2 separate regions of the Gossypium hirsutum genome follow, and region 1 is linked to region 2. The links are chromatin contacts, called in public Hi-C maps. All regions are on one chromosome and are shown on one strand. The core of a region is the stretch at or near the end of the contact, and the rest is flanking DNA. Distances in the headings are between cores, read along the strand shown. Region 1 holds the start of LOC107928180 (digalactosyldiacylglycerol synthase 1, chloroplastic). Region 2 holds the start of LOC107928218.

Region 1 (2,991 bases), core at 263-2,762, 170 kb after region 2:
TTACAATTTCAGTATCCTAAAAATTTCAATTTTCTAACCATTAAAGAATTGTGCTGATAACGCGAAAGTGTCGTACTCTTTAGGTGTCGTTGCACCGAAGCGCTACTGTTGTAGAGCTAAGCACCCTCAAGGTTTTGTCCCCCAGCTCTGAAGCAAGCCTGGATAGACCACTTGCACCTAAACAAGCAAAACCACGGGCTGCTGGAGAGCAAGAGCAGAAGGTGCCATGATCGCTAAAAAGTGAGCGTATTGGGAGACTTGGACCGATTGGGAGACTAGAGGTTATGGATTCAAGTCTCCACATAAGATCGCTTTTTAGCGACCATAGCACCGTGTGCTCTTGCTCTTCATGTCACGGTTTCACTTGTTCATACATCAACAAAGCTAGGGACAACTTTGAGCGAGCATCACTCTCCAACAGTTACCCTTCAGCCCAACAGCACCAAGGAGAACAATACCTTGTTATCAGCAAGATGCTCTAACATTAACTACACCGCGCATTCATCACTGTTTCCTTCTTTCAACCAAAAAGAGAATTCTGGAACTAAAAAGCCCTGTATGAAGGAAATAAACCCAAAAAGAACTGACACACCAATCATAAACATTGAAAAGAAAAACAAGCCAAATAACTGGGAAAGAAAGGTGGCGCTAAGGGTTTAAGTCTCAGTCTAGAAAAAAGCAGGGAAAACAAAAGAACTTACCAAACTGGACTTAACTTTCTCCACAAACTCACTATTCTTAAACCCGCCAAAAATTTCCACCGACGCATTTTTCTTCTCGAACTCCCTTAACCTTGTCTTCAACGCCCGAATTGGTTCCCAATCCCCAAATTGCCCTTCCTCTGTAAACCTCGCCCTCCTACCTTTCTTAAACTTATTAAATTCAACAATTCCATACATATCCTCTTCCTCGGTCTCGTCCACCTCCGCCACAATCGCGCTCCTTATCCTTGACAAGTCTATCCCTAACTTCGCTCTCGGCCCCCATTTCTCCATCACTCTCCTGCTAATCTCCGGCGCCGAGTAAACCCTCCGGAACTCCGATATCTTAGGCTGCAACTTCTTCATGAAGTCAATTTCCGATGATTGCCGGATCGCTGGTACCGAAAAAGTTGGAGTCGCGGATTGTATTAAGTTCTCAATTTCCCTGTCAAAACTCGCCGCGAGATTCTTGAACGTGTTGGCTCGGTCCTTCATAAGCTGCAAATCCGCGTCGGCCGAATCACGGACCTCTCTCCACCCTTTTGAAATGAACGAGAAAGCACTGGAATTCGACGTCGACGTCGTCGTCGTCGCCGCCGCCACCGCTGCCGTAGTTTGAGACCCCTTGTCCATGGCGCTCAAATTCGGCAAGGGTTTTCAATATTCCGTTGACAGAGAATTTTTCTTTAACCTGAATTCTTCTTTTTTGGGGATTCACACTTTGCAGAGGCGAGAAAGGGAGAGAGAGAGAGAGAGACAATGAGGATTTAACGGCTAAGGTTTTGGTGCTCAAAGAACAAGTAGTAGGAACTGACACGTGGAATTCCACATAGGAATAGTGAGATGGTTCAAGAGATTTCCTTGCTTACGTGGTGACTGTCACGTGTAAAGATGAGGTGGCACGTTTTGATTTGTTTGTTAGGATCTTCTTGGAGATGGATAATTAATGGAATATGCTTAGAGGAGCCGATTCCTTGCGGGAATCTGCCTTGAACCCGATTGTGATTTTGTAAACGTGATCCATTTTGGTTGGCTAAGGCCCAAGATTTCCACCTTCCTTGTCCAACTTTCCCTTTATTTTCCTTGCCTTATTGGTGTGACTTGTAAACAACCAATTACTCAGTCAGATTGAAAATGAACCGTAGCTGAATCGATTAAACCAATTTATAATTTTTTTAATATCAATAATCAATTAATCAATTAAAACCAGAGACATTATATTATAACTATAATCTCAAATTTAACCTTCAACATTAAATATTTTATCATTAATAAAAAAATAAATATTAAAGGCTAAATTTAACACTAACTGTAACAGTTGAACAGGTCTATCTGAGATCAATCTGGAAAACTTTAGCGTCTCTAATTCTGAATTACATTTTTCTGAAATTTTAGATTTTAAGAAGCGGACAACTATATAGAAAGCAAGCAACTGGGAAGGGCTATCCCAAATGCCATACGGGAGATGAGTGGCCATCGGAGTCCCGATAGCAATTGTGGGCAGCTGCCAATGTGATCCCACCAAGGTTGTCAGTTTTTGACCTTCATCCACCCATCATGCAAATCACGATCCACATGTTTCTTTACCACTTAAAACATTCCACTTTTCAAATTACCCTTTATGACTACTCAAAATTTGAAACACGTAACATACTAAACAACATGAAATGAAATGACAATCAAGCAAAGTTAGCAGACTCAACCCAACACATGGGGTGTAAACCTCTTAGACAAGCAAAACTGCATTTATACACCCGTCATTTTCTGGGTTATTTGTTACTTGAGCATATTTTCCTGCACGCATATCGGAACCAATTAGAATAAGATCTAGAACAACAAAGAAAAACACGAATATTGGTCAAGGAGGATATTTACCCCAAACAACTTTCCCAGCTGGCGTGACCAAACCCAATTCACTTACATTCACCTGAATTCGACATGACGAAAATGAGTATCGATAATGCTAGGTAAACAGATGTCATACCGAATGATTTTGAATGGGAAACAAATAATTTACCTCGATGATTGTTCCTTTGGTCATGACACCAAGAGATGTATACATTGGACCATTAGGATTTTTCTTTACCCCAATAATGTCGAGATTGAAGGTGCACTTGAGCTCAGGATGTGTAACATGAGCTTTAGTAAATCGCAATCCTGAAGGACGGATGAAACGCTCATATTTTGGAGGTTTTCTTGTAAAACCAGGTCCTACAAATGTGCACTTCGTAACCATTCTCTTCCATTGCTTTGCTGCAAGAGGAGAAAACCATAAATAAATTGGACAACC
Region 2 (2,795 bases), core at 89-2,588:
TTTATAAATTCTGCATTTATAAATAAATGGTTTGAACTGTTAATTTTATTTTGAATATTGTGGTATGAGTTTTGGGTTTTACGCATGTAAGCGTTTTTTAGACAGAAATTTTTGTAATATCGGGATTTTACAATGGAGAGTTTTACATAACTTAAATACTGTTTGTTTTCTAGATGGTTAAACTAAAATTTTTCCTACGATCACTTCGGTGATTAATGTAATCTCCGAAGTTCAGTTTAAACTTTTAGGCCGAGTTTTGAGGCATTACAATAAGATTTTGACTTGTTCCTTTTAGTCAACATTTGAACAACGTTTAGTTGAGTTAAATGGTAAATCATGTAACCCTTACACAAAAAAGTATTGACAATGATGGGGTGCATGCCATCGGTATTTGTATGTTTGGTCAAAGTCTTTGATTCTAAAAGATTTGAAATTATACAGTTGTTATCAAGAACCCGTCGTTTTAGGAGATTATACAGTTAATGGTTGCCATCTTGCCATGTTCGATTTCCATCCCATTCTTAAAAGATGGTTAAATTGTTACAAAATAAGGTAAGGTTAGAAACCAAAACATAATAATTATGATCAAAACGTAAACTTAAACAAATATAGGAGGTTATTTTTGTAGTTACCCTTATCTTTATCATTAATGGGTGATATTCATTCATTTAAAAATTTTATTATAGTAAAGTTTTTAACTTAAAACTCTTGATTAATTTGATATTCAATTAATCAATAAGACTTGACAATACATATCTTAAAATAAAAAAAAAAATTATAAAATATTTTTTGTTGTGTATAATTTTAAAATAAAAAACAACTCCATTTAGAGAAACTACGACTCACGTTCTTTTTAACCACCTACAACTTTACATGCTTTTGAAAAATCTATATTTTTACCTACTATTACTATTTTTTTCATGCATTATTATATTATTAATATAGATATAGTAAATAAAAGGTTAAAAATTTAGTCTTTTATTTTTAAAAAAAATTGAGATGTATTAAAAAATTCAATCCTACTACTTTTCAATTCACAAATTTTAGTTAGGAATTTTTATCAAAATTTGTTATATCTTAACATGTTTATTTTCAGTCAAGTATATGCAACATTTATAAGGAGAGTCTAATCAACATGACAAGGTAACAGACCTTAATGGAAAATAGTAAAAATGTTAATGGTAGGACTGATATATTTAAATTAGAAAAGTAAGAGGACTTAATTTTTAATTTTTTAAGTAAAAATATTAAATTTAAAATTTTGTCAAAGTAGAGGGACTAACAGCATATTTTGGCCAAATACAATAATACTCATAAGCTTGATATGCTTGGCCCAAAACTAATCTGAACAAACGGGCCAAATCCAAACTAACATTCAAGTTGTTTCTTTGGAAAAAAATAAAGCTTTTACTTCAACGACTCATCAGATCCACCAAAAACCAAATTACTAAAAAGTATGGCGAAATCGGCGGTTTATTTTCTTCTTTTTCTGATGACGGCGGCGACGCCATCACTGTTGGTGGAGTCAAGCGACGACACGAACCACGCGTACTTACCGTGTTCGGACACGAAAGTACAGATTTCGGATGGGTTCACTTTTGGAATCGCGTTCGCATCGAGACAATCATTCTTCTTCAACAGCTCACTTCAGTTGTCGCCTTGCGATCGCCGGCTCTCTCTGTCAAACGCCAACTCTCGCCTCGCTCTGTTTAGACCTAAAGTTGATGAGATCTCTCTCCTCACCATTAACACCTCCTCTTTTACGCCGGTCAGCTATCTACTCTTATTCTATCATTGTTTAATAATTTATTTGAAATATTCAATTACTAGAATTTCTGGAATGATTGGATCTGAGGATCCTTGGATTAGAATTAATGTAATTTTTAAGTTTACTTCGATCTTTATGGTCCAATTTTGTGTTTGCTTTGTTGCAAAAAAGCAAAATGAGATAATAGTTAAATCTTAGTTGACTAGAATTGAGAAAACAATGAAAGCAATACCGTTCTGATTGCACATTTTGCTATTGAAAAGAAACCATATTTGCTACCAGAATAGCAAGTAGTAAAAGTGTCAGCCAAACAGTGCCCAAATTGTCAAATTTGTTCTTAACAAGCCAAATAATCTATTTGGAGCACTTCCTTTACCTTGTCAAGTCACAGACTTGTAATTCTGTCACATGAATATGATATATAATGTCTGCCAGCTTTGATATTTTCAGGACGTAGTTGGTGGGTATATGGTTGCGTTTGCTGGTCGAAAATATGCTGCAAGGTCTCTGCCTGCGTTTGTTGCAAACGGCACCTACACTGTAACAAGCTTCACTCTGGTAAGGGATAAGAAGAATGGATTTCTTTTAATGGTATTAGTTTTTTTACCTCAGTAAAAGTCTATAGAAACTGATGATGGTTTTGTTTATGCAGGTGCTTGAGTTTAAGAAAGGCAGGCTGCAAAACTTGTTTTGGAAAAGGGATGGTTGTGCTCAATGTTCGGGAAGATCAAATTTTGTGTGCCTAAACAAACAAGATTGTGCAATTAATACAAACAACTGCAAAAACCATGGAGGGTCTGTTGATTGCAGTATTGGGATACAGCTAGCATTTTCTGGGACAGATAAGCACCTTTCTGCCCTGAATTCATGGTATGAAGTTGAGAACCTTCGGCAGTACTCACTGTTTGGCCTTTATTCTAATCTCAGGGATTCTCTCACTAGCCAGTATAACAAGTTCTTTTAATGGGGCTTTTGATTATTGGTTACATTTTCCTTCAGTTATTGTTATGTTGTACTTTTTTTTTCT

Evidence for each region. Hi-C and Micro-C count contacts between places; a contact is called where the count stands out from the background.
Region 1: a contact with region 2 is called in a Hi-C map of leaf, with 3 times the contacts expected there. The contact joins the promoter of LOC107928180 here to the promoter of LOC107928218 in region 2. A contact is called at or near these places in 2 of 34 Hi-C or Micro-C datasets (both in leaf).

Annotation. Positions count from the first base shown.
Region 1 is chrD01:61,750,045-61,753,035 of Gossypium_hirsutum_v2.1, forward strand. It overlaps LOC107928180 (digalactosyldiacylglycerol synthase 1, chloroplastic), which reads right to left and starts at 1,513. Exons shown (of 7, transcript XM_016859362.2): 1 at 702-1,513. The coding sequence starts at 1,334. It overlaps LOC107928187 (ribosome biogenesis protein NSA2 homolog), which reads right to left. Exons shown (of 9, transcript XM_016859368.2): 7 at 2,719-2,954; 8 at 2,577-2,628; 9 at 2,014-2,495. The coding sequence ends at 2,428.
Region 2 is chrD01:61,579,418-61,582,212 of Gossypium_hirsutum_v2.1, forward strand. LOC107928218 reads left to right here and starts at 1,339. Exons shown (of 3, transcript XM_016859405.2): 1 at 1,339-1,768; 2 at 2,219-2,326; 3 at 2,421-2,795. The coding sequence starts at 1,457. The coding sequence ends at 2,732.